Regions from separate parts of the Zea mays genome. Here regions 2 and 3 are each linked to region 1. The links are chromatin contacts, called in public Hi-C maps. All regions are on one chromosome and are shown on one strand. The core of a region is the stretch at or near the end of the contact, and the rest is flanking DNA. Distances in the headings are between cores, read along the strand shown.

Region 1 (3,203 bases), core at 349-2,848:
AACATTCTAGTCGTCCGGTGGTAGCATGTCTGCAGATTTTATTGGCCAAATTATCTACTATTAATTGTAGTACTATACTGACTGTGGTGACAAGCAGACATAAAAGAAACACTCTTCATCCTGGTTCTTGTGATAGACTGAGCACAGCAATCACATCCACATCGATGCGATGCGGCTAATCAAATCTTATGCAGAATGATATGATAAATAGAATAAATAAGCAAGTGATATGGTGATGGATAGAAAAGGAGTACTACCTTGTAGTGGCAGGCATGGACAAGGCAGCGACCGTGGTGGCTGGAGCTGGAGGAGGAGGCACGAGTCCCGCTGCAGGGCCGGCGTCGCGCACGGCGGTGATCGGCAGCAGCTGGAGTTCCCAGTCCTTGTCGACGAGTGGGAACTTGGAAAGGAAGGCGAGGTAGGTCTCGTAGGTGGCGGACCAGCCCATGACCCAGACCGTTTGGGTTTGGCGGGCAGCAGGTCTGTGCGTCTCGAGCAGGCGCGTGACCTCCGCCACCACCCGGCGAGCCGCGTCCTGCAGGTCGGCCTCGTCGGGCACCAGGTCCTTGAGATCACCGATGCTGAAGATAAGGCCAGAGGTGGGCGTCGTCGGTGCCGCCTGATTATTGGCAGAGGCGGGGCCGATGGGGACGATGCGGTACGGGGACGCCTTGGCGAAATCTGCGGCTGCGGAGGCGGCCCCGACGCCGACGAGCATGGGGTTGCGTCCGCGGGCGAGGATGTCGGTGATGCGGCGGCAGTTGTCCTCCCCCGGTGCGGCCCCCGCGAGGGCGGGCGCGGGCGAGGGGACGTCGGCGTCGTCCGCGGCGGCAAAGCTGCAGAGGAAGAGCGGCGGCGGGCGCGCGCGCGTGGGGAGGCGGCCGAGCAGCGGGACGGGCGGCGCGGGGCGGAGGATGGCGACCTTGATCTCGTTGCTGCGGAATCCCGCGTCGGCGAAGACGCGGCTGACGAGCGGGTCGTCGAGGATGGCGAGGACAAGGTGGGAGAGGTCGACCTTGATGGCGTTGGGGGAGGTGGGCGCCGCCTGATGGTGATAGAAGTGGAACGTGTCCGGGTTCCGGCGCTGGTTGGCCTGCGAGCGCTTGATGGCGGCCATGAGGGAGTTGGCGACGGGGGGCTCGTGCTGCTGGGGGTCATTGCTGGTGCTGGCGGAGGCGGAGGCGGAGACTGAGGTGGGGGTGGAGGCGGAGGTGGGGGTGGACGGGAGGCGGTCGAGGGAGACGGCGAAGCAGAGGTCGAGCGCCTTGAGCTGGAGGCGCGGGGAGTAGGCGGCGCTGCGGGCGCGGGCGAGCGCGTCGCGGAGCAGCGGCGCGGCGGTGGGGGCGAGGAGCGAGGCGATGAGGTGAAGGGAGGTGGTCTGCGCGTGGGCCCGTCGGCGCGCGGAGGCGACGGCGGCGTCGAGGGCCGTGACGGCGGGCGGGGAGAGGCACTGGCGCGCGGCGGGCACCGGCGTCGGCATGGCGGCCTGGCGGGGATTGGATTGGGGGCCAAGTGTAAAAACGCGAGGAGTGAAACGGGAAAGAAATTAACGGCAAGCCAGAGGGTGGCTGCGCAAAAGAAAAGCTGGAGGGGGGCGGCAGGTGTGCTGGTGCGGCTGCTCTGTTATTTTATATCTCCACCATTTTCTATTCATCTTTTTTTTTCCCTCCAGACCACCATAGCAAGGAAAAGGTGCTGTTGATGCTTTTGGGAGATGTCGTTACGGCCACTGTGGGGCCCACGCGTCACTCACGTTGGTGTCCTTTTTATGGTGGGGGCCCACGCACCTGGTAGTGCGTGGTATTCGTTTCTTTTTGGTCTGTGGATACTCTTCTCTCCTCCTTTCTTTTCTGTTTTCTGCTCTGCAGCTTTGGTGACTGTCTGACTCGTCGTGATCTTTCCGAAAGATCGACACCTAGATCCTCTCTCCCAAATTGCAACACGTACCCATTTCCTCAAGCAACATCACACGTCTCCACTAGTCTTATATCAAGAGAGTTGACTCCAACAATAAGGTCATTTTATTACCAAAACGGCATCCAGACGCTATTTTAAGGCTCTCTTTATTTTGAATTATAATATGATCAGATTATATAATCCAAGATAAATGATACAACAGATAAACAAACATAGATTATAGGTTCAGATTATATAATCTAGAGTCTAAATTATGATAATCTCATAATTTTCTCAAGAGTACCTTATCTGATATTATTTTTGATAAAAAACCCCACTACCTACAATTCATTTCCCCCAACGCAAGCTTTCTTCCCCCCCCCCCCCCACACACATGTTTTTTTATGAGTTCAATTTCAATTTTCTTCGTCTAAAGTAACATGCCATAACTATAAAAAAAGAAGACCCAAACAAAGGTATCGTTGCCTTTGTGTCTTAAAGATCAATAATATACATTCATATAATCTGGACAACCAAACAACTATATACAAATTATAATATTGACAAATTATAATGTTAATTTTATAATTTATAAGCTGAAATAAGCATGCCCTAAGGCAACAGTAACTAAATAACATAGCATCGTGTCAACTTTCTTCATTCACTTATATGCAACTATCCAACATTGCCTGGTCGTGATGCTTACTTAAATAACAACATCGATCGGTCTATTGTATCTCTGCTTCACATGCTTTGTTATCGGTAATACATCGTTTTCGTACCTTGACTGAAAGTTATCTAACGATTATTTTCTTCTAAGGTGAATCTTTTTTAAGTTCATGTTGTGATTCTTTTACAATTATGCTACCTTTAAAAAAGCTGACCCTTAACTTTTGTACGATGTAGACACATGTGTTAGTTTTAGTATCATGAAACACATGTTTTGTTCTACTATTAGTTTTTTTTTACAAAAAGGTGCAAATCCATAAAACAGATATTACGATTACATAGAATGTATGTATCATAATAACTGTATTAACTATACTAATCGAACGTTTGTGTGTGGCCATCGTGGTGAGTGGACGTAGAAATAATGCAGCCATCGTGTGGTGCTTGCAGGGTGGAGCACTTGGTGCGTGTGGGCCCCTAAGATAGTGATCCTGAGAAGGCAAACAAGTGGTGTGGTGCCTGCTGAGTGTTCGGCTTTTGTCCGAAAGGTGTCCCGGCCGGCCCTTTTCACGGATAAGAATCTTTTTGTCTTTTCCTTGATGCTCCGGTCTTCGCCCATTCTAATTAACTAAAATTAG
Region 2 (3,203 bases), core at 351-2,850, 450 kb before region 1:
AACTGAGCTTTATTCATTGACTGGTCGACCATATAGTTTGGTTGAGTGGACAATGACACCGTGCCCTGCTGAATAGAAAAGGAGGAAGGTTGCTTCTCTAGAAGGCAATTTGGACTCAACAACCCCTTCAATCAAGCCAATGTATGGTGCCCAATCGAACCGACAGTGGTCCACATTCAAGGTTGCATTGCAAGGAACTAATCAACCAAAGTCCGCAGCGAACCACCATTGTTCGTACCATATAGAAGAAGGGGAAAAGGAAATATAATTGCAGCAGCTTTCGGTCACCTGAGGTGAGGAGGAGAAATCGTCATGAAGAAGATGGACGTTCGGGCAGGATCGATGTTGTCATTGAGCCAATCAGACCATGTCTTGAACACACGGCCGTACGCCTCAATCCTGGGAACCTCATCGTTGTCAGACCAGTACCTCGAATTGGGTCTCCTGCAAAAATGGATCCAGCGATTTCAGAACACGATCCCATCGCTTGATTGCAGAAAAGACGCAGAGAAAGAAGTTACGCATTCCCAGTCAGGGAGCGAGATGTAGGTGTTGACCTGACTTTGATATCGGCGTTGTTCATCCACCAGATGTAGGTGTTGAAGACGAGGTAGTCAGCATCCTTCCAGTGCTTGGCGTGCGCCTCGATCCGCTCGGGACTGATGATCCGTTCCTTGATGCTGTGGAAGTTGGGGTTGTCAGAGTTGGACTCGACGAGGAAGGGCGCCCAGTAGAACTCGAGCGTGGCGCGGTACTCCTTGGCGTAGAAGGTGTTGAAGGAGCCCCGCTTGACGATCTTCTTCCTGCCCTTGGACAGGATGGACTGCACGAGGCACACCAGCGACTCCCACTGGTTGCGGTTCAGCGAGTCCCCCACGAACATGAGCCGCTTCCCGCGCATCGCCTCCATGAATCTCCGAGCGTCGAACCTGCTTTGCCAATCAGTCGAATCACACAACTGAGCATGGAAGATGCGATCTGGAGGAGGAGGAGGAGGAGGAAGACGTACGTGGGGAGGGAGCACTCGTTGGGCTGCCATCTCCAGTACTGCCACATGTCGTCGGGGCGGCCGTTGGCGAGGCAGGAGACCTGCTTGGTGAGGAAGGTGCAGTCTTTCTCCCGGTACGCCGGAACGGAGACGTTGTCGAAGACCCATCTGCCGCTGGAGAGGTCGCAGGTGAGCGGGGGCAGCGCGAGGGGCGGCAGGCCGGAGACGTTGTAGAGGTCGGCGTCCGGGTAGAGGTAGTCGTCGATGGAGAGCTCGGCGATGGTGCGGGCGTCCTCGCCGTACATGACGAGCGCGAGGAGGAAGAAGGCGGCGGCTAACGTGGTGACCGGGGAGCGGCGCGCCGAGGCGAGGAGGGAGCGCGCGGAGGCTGCGAGCGGATCGAGGAGGCCCCGGGGGCGGGGGGAGGGGCGAGACGACGACTTGGGGGCCGACGAGGTGGTTGTAGCAGTGGTGGGGAGCGCGGGGTCGGAGGTGGAGGTGGGCGGCGGTGGCTTGGCCATGGCTGCGGCTGGAGACTGCTGCTGGGGAAGGGAAGGGGCTGGCTGGATGGTGGTGGTGGTGGCGACTCTCGTCCGCGGCGGCAGAGAGGGCACCAACCGAGGCGAGGCCAACAAGCCCAGCCCGATCCCGCGGCGACGAACGCGGTGTTGTTGGCGTCGGTTGGGTCCGGCGTGTCAGTGCGTGGGTCACCATAGTCAAACTCGCTGCACTGCGGGAGTAGCTAGCTCACGGGCTAAAAGCCTAAAATAGTCTTGGGAGGAAGAGATCTTGGGCCAAGCCTCAACATTGAGCCCATTGTCTTGTCGTTAAGCCTTGCTGGGCTATATCTTATTTCGGGACCGAACTAGACTAGATTGTTATATGGACTGAAGCCCAAGAACTTATAGCCCGCCCTGCCCGCCGGAAGTATCACAGAAAATTGTATTCAAGTGGCATCACATACTATATATATATATATGTATATGTGTTGCTGCAGTGCAGAGTGCAGATGGCCAACGCAATTCACCAGTAGTAGTAGTTGTAGCGGCATAACTAGCTATGGCTACCACCATGGCGGCTAACGACCCGACGAGCATCCGCGTGGTTAGCCGCCGGCTGGTGAAGGCCTCCGACGCTTCCATCCAGCCTCATGTCATGTCCCTCTCCAACCTCGACCTCTACGTCTGCGACTCACAGCTCGGCACGCTGTGCGTCTACCCCAACGCCGGCGGCGGCTTCAGCGCGCGCATCCCCAGCCTGTTCGAGTCCCTCTTGCCGTCCTTGCTCAATTACCTCTACCCATTCGCCGGCCGCCTCGTCACCAACCCAAGCTCCGGCCTCCCCGAGCTCCACTGCCACAACCAAGGCGCAGAGCTCGTGGTCGGCGAGGTCGGCGTCGCCCTGGGGAGCCTCAACTACGGCGCGACCAAGGATTCCGTCAAGAAGATGGTGCTCCCGTTCCCCAGGGACGTCCTTCTGTCGGTGCAGCTGCTCTCCTTCGCGTGCGGGGGCTTCTCCGTCATGTGGTGGATCAACCACCTCGTCGGCGACGGCCACGTGGGCGCCACGATCGTCAGGACGTGGTCCCAGCTCGCGCGGACCGGGGACATCGGCGGTGCGCCCCCGCTCAACTACGACCGCTCCGTGTTCCGCCCGCGCAGCCCGCCGTCGTACAGCGACTCCGTCGCGGCCACCTTCACAACGTTCGACGAGCAGCGCCTGCCCAACGCCCTCACGGCGGAGGCCAGCTTCGTGGACCGCGTCTACTACGTGGAGGCGAGCGACATCGCCGCGCTGCGCGACACGGCGGCGGCGGCCACCACGGCCCAGCGCCCGACCCGCGTCGAGGCGCTGTCCGCCTACCTGTGGAAGGCGCTCGCCGACGTCGTGGCCGCGTGCCCCCGGAGCAACAAGGAGCGCTGCCGCATGGGTTGGTGGGTCAGCGCGCGGCGCCGTGTCACGGCGCCTAAGCTCGTCGCTTTGATGCCCGGCTACCTGGGGAACGTGACGACCTACGCCCTGGGCGACGCGCCGGCGGAGGAGATCGTGCGGAAGCCTCTGGCGGAGGTGGCGGCCATGGTGCGGGACGCCATCACGTCGGTGGACTACGACGAGTACCTCCAGGAGATGGTGGACTGGGTGGAGGTGCACAAGACGGAAGGCCTGATGGAGGCGGCCGTCATCGGAGTCGGCGCGCCCACGCTGAACCAGTCGG
Region 3 (3,203 bases), core at 209-2,708, 390 kb before region 1:
ACAATGGTTTCTTCAATCAGTTGTCACTCTTTATATTTGATTAATTTTCTCAAAAGCTAACACAATGATTAAATGCAATTTATTTTTTCTGCCCACCCCGCCCCCATACATATGCATGTATATATGGACAAGGAACACAGAAAGCATGTATTATTAGCTAATTATATATTGAGCCATTTCATTTCTATACATTATCATCTGTGCGTCGTCCGACATGCATATGCATATATGTCATATATGTGCAGCAGAGATTATCTATCGCTCGTCTGCTATACATTGTCAGGCTTGATTGGCATGGAGAGAAGGGATAGGACATTATATGAGCACAAATCCATCTCATGCATCGATCGAGGTGCATGCTCAGGGTGACAGCCAGACGATAATGTTGGTTTATTTTCCTATCACGGCAGATAATGCTATTATATCGAATCCTAAATCCATATTAAATTTTAGTTTTACTATCATATGAGATTTTGACTATTTTTTTTACCAGAGCTTAAATAGACGTATTGACAAGTCGAGGAAGGCTCAGAGTGGTGCTCGAGGAACGGCAGTACGAACATACAAATGTTGGCTTGTTTGAGTGAAGCCACCAATGCCTTCGTAATACTTATAATTATGGAGGGTATAGGGTATCGCTCGTTGTGTTAAATTTTAGGAGGTGTTTGAATGTATTATAATTAATAATTAGCTGCTAAAATTAACTAAATATAGTCTAGCTAATAGTTAACTAGTTATTTGTTAAGTAGATAGTTAATTTTACTAGCAATTTTTTAACCAACCTAACTATTATCAGTATCACTGGTGTATTAGGCCTCGTTTGGTTTGGGGTGACTAAAGTTTAGTGACTAAAGTTTAGTCACTTTTAGTCTCTAAAGAAGCAAATATGGTGACTAAAGTGGGGTGACTAAACTTTAGTTCTTTAGTCACTAAGGGGGTGACTAAAATAGACTAAAGTAGTATTTTTACCTTATTTGTCCTCTCCACTTTCTTCTTATAGCAAACATCCATTAATTAATAGGGGTAAAATAGTCATTATTCACAGCAATTAATGCCCTTTAGTCCGGTTTAGTCACTGGAACCAAACGGAGTACTTTAGCGACTAAACTTTAGTTACTAATTTAGTGACTAAGGGAACCAAACAGGACCTTAGGGGGTGTTTGGTTTCTAGGGACTAATTTTTAGTCCCTACATTTTATTCCACTTTAGTTACAAAATTATCAAATATAGAAACTAAAACTTTACTAAAACTTTATTTTAGTTTCTATATTTGTCAATTTATATACTAAAATGGAACAAAATGAAGGGACTAAACATTAGTCCTTAGAAACCAAACACCCACTGTCTATATATAAAACCTATTTTGTGACCTGACCTGCCTGCCATCATGTCATGTGAGTGGAGGCTACGGTCGGGGAGAAAAAGGAAAGTGAGGACGCGTGCATGTGCATGCATGGATGGTACAGCTCTGACACACGCATGTGATTGAGCCCGCCCACGTGAAACACGCGGTGCACAGCACGCAAGTATATGCATGGTCAGGGCACGCAATGCAAACCGAGGCGAGGTTCTGGAAGCAGTATTCATTACATTATCTGCGTCCGACATGCATGCAATTGCAATCGTACGTCAGGCTCATCAAATTTTTTAATGCATTGTCCATAGAGATCATGGACAAGGGGATGACATCATCGTCAGCGCGACAGCAGAAGATAATATATATATATATATATATATATATATATATATATATATATATATATATATATATATATATATATATATATATATATATATATATATATCTGCGTCCGACATAATGCTTATGCATGGAATTTGGTAAAACAAACACTATTAGTTCAAGACAAAACTAAAACGAATCAATCCATTATTATTGAAGATCTCTAAAACATTATTGATCATGTTAATATGGATCCTCGGTCCCCTAATATATAGGACCGTACCTATTATTCAACTGCAAACAGCTAAACCAAATAAATTCTAGATCCATATTAAGGTGAATTGTAGTTTTAGTCCTGTTCGGTGTTTTTTTACTCAGGCCCAGATCCAAACCTTTAAAACTAAAAGTTTTTTTATCGAAATATAAAACTAATTGTTATCCGCTAAAATTACTTAAGAGTTTTAGAACGAGTCAACTAATGGACTAACTAATTATTAGCTATGTCCGTTAAATAACCATTAATTGTTAGCTACCTCAACCCAGCAAAAACCAGCTAACAACTTATTAGTTGGTGACCAAGTTTACAGGGAGTGTCACCTCGACTACTCAACGATCATCTTCTATTTGGTGATGCTAGTGAGCCCTCTAGAGACGGCACTGCGAGCATGTGCCTCTATTGTCTGTGGTCCACTACTTTGAGCAACATACAATGTCAAATCATTCAAGTGGATCGTCCACCAATGCTTTGAGCATAGTCCCCCACAAGGTACAAATTTTTTTCACCGAATTTGTTAAGCTTAGTTCAGTTTCCTGGTCTATGATCAGTATATTTTTTATGTATATGTGTTTGCTACTAATATAATTAAGTAGTAATATTTTACACGTTCATATGCATATCATCACAAATCTTATATAGTATTTACGTATTAAATTAAATGAGCTCCTAGCAATATGAATATATATATATATAGGGGTGCTAATCATCACCCGAAACAGCCCACTGAACCAACCCTACGCATAAACTTGATCATGGGTCACCCGATCCGATCAACCCGACCTGACGCGCTCGAAAAAACCCAATCTGATCTGACTCGATCAATGTAACGTGGGTCATGATTTTTGACCCAAAACTCGACTCAACCCGAAAAAACCCAACCCAAAGCCAAAAAAACCCAACCTAACTTAAAAAAACCTAACTCAACATGCCCAATGAGGAAGCATGGGCCAATCCGACCCCAACCGACCCCATACTAGGCACGGGTCGGGTGCAGGCCGTGTCAAACAATCCATGACCCGACCTGACCTAATGTTTGAACAGGTCTATACGCACCAGCATACCCAATCGATTTTTGGTTTGCGTTGGCACAGAAGATCCCCGTATGCATGATTATGGGCGTGAACGGCCCAAAGGGATAATGCGGCTATCGTCTCCCTGCCAGTGCCAGCCCAGCCATATCCTTTCAAACATAAGTACACATGTGATAACTACGAGTAACCACTTTTTATTCTAATTATACAATAT

Evidence for each region. Hi-C and Micro-C count contacts between places; a contact is called where the count stands out from the background.
Region 2: a contact with region 1 is called in a Hi-C map of ear, with 2.5 times the contacts expected there. The contact joins the promoter of LOC100193247 here to the promoter of LOC100501371 in region 1. A contact is called at or near these places in 5 of 25 Hi-C or Micro-C datasets (bundle sheath, ear, endosperm and 2 more).
Region 3: a Hi-C map of root tip shows a contact between it and region 1, with 5 times the contacts expected there. The contact joins the enhancer-like site here to the promoter of LOC100501371 in region 1. A contact is called at or near these places in 2 of 25 Hi-C or Micro-C datasets (ear and root tip).

What each region holds. Positions count from the first base shown.
Region 1 is chr10:128,390-131,592 of Zm-B73-REFERENCE-NAM-5.0, reverse strand. It overlaps LOC100501371, which reads right to left and starts at 1,598. Exons shown (of 3, transcript NM_001362602.1): 1 at 258-1,598. The coding sequence starts at 1,480.
Region 2 is chr10:579,120-582,322 of Zm-B73-REFERENCE-NAM-5.0, reverse strand. It overlaps LOC100193247 (putative DUF231 domain containing family protein), which reads right to left and starts at 1,600. Exons shown (of 4, transcript NM_001138396.1): 1 at 1,010-1,600; 2 at 558-929; 3 at 289-444. The coding sequence starts at 1,509. LOC100280459 (agmatine coumaroyltransferase) reads left to right here and starts at 1,994. Exons shown (of 1, transcript NM_001153379.2): 1 at 1,994-3,203. The coding sequence starts at 2,048.
Region 3 is chr10:519,831-523,033 of Zm-B73-REFERENCE-NAM-5.0, reverse strand. No RefSeq gene overlaps it. Among protein-coding and RNA genes, the nearest start is that of LOC100280589, 54 kb to the left of the region's middle. Within about 2 kb of position 1,458, at least 18 of the 20 cell types and tissues checked have an H3K27ac peak or open chromatin away from gene starts, as enhancers often do. A contact at or near this core is called in ear and root tip, where this site is marked.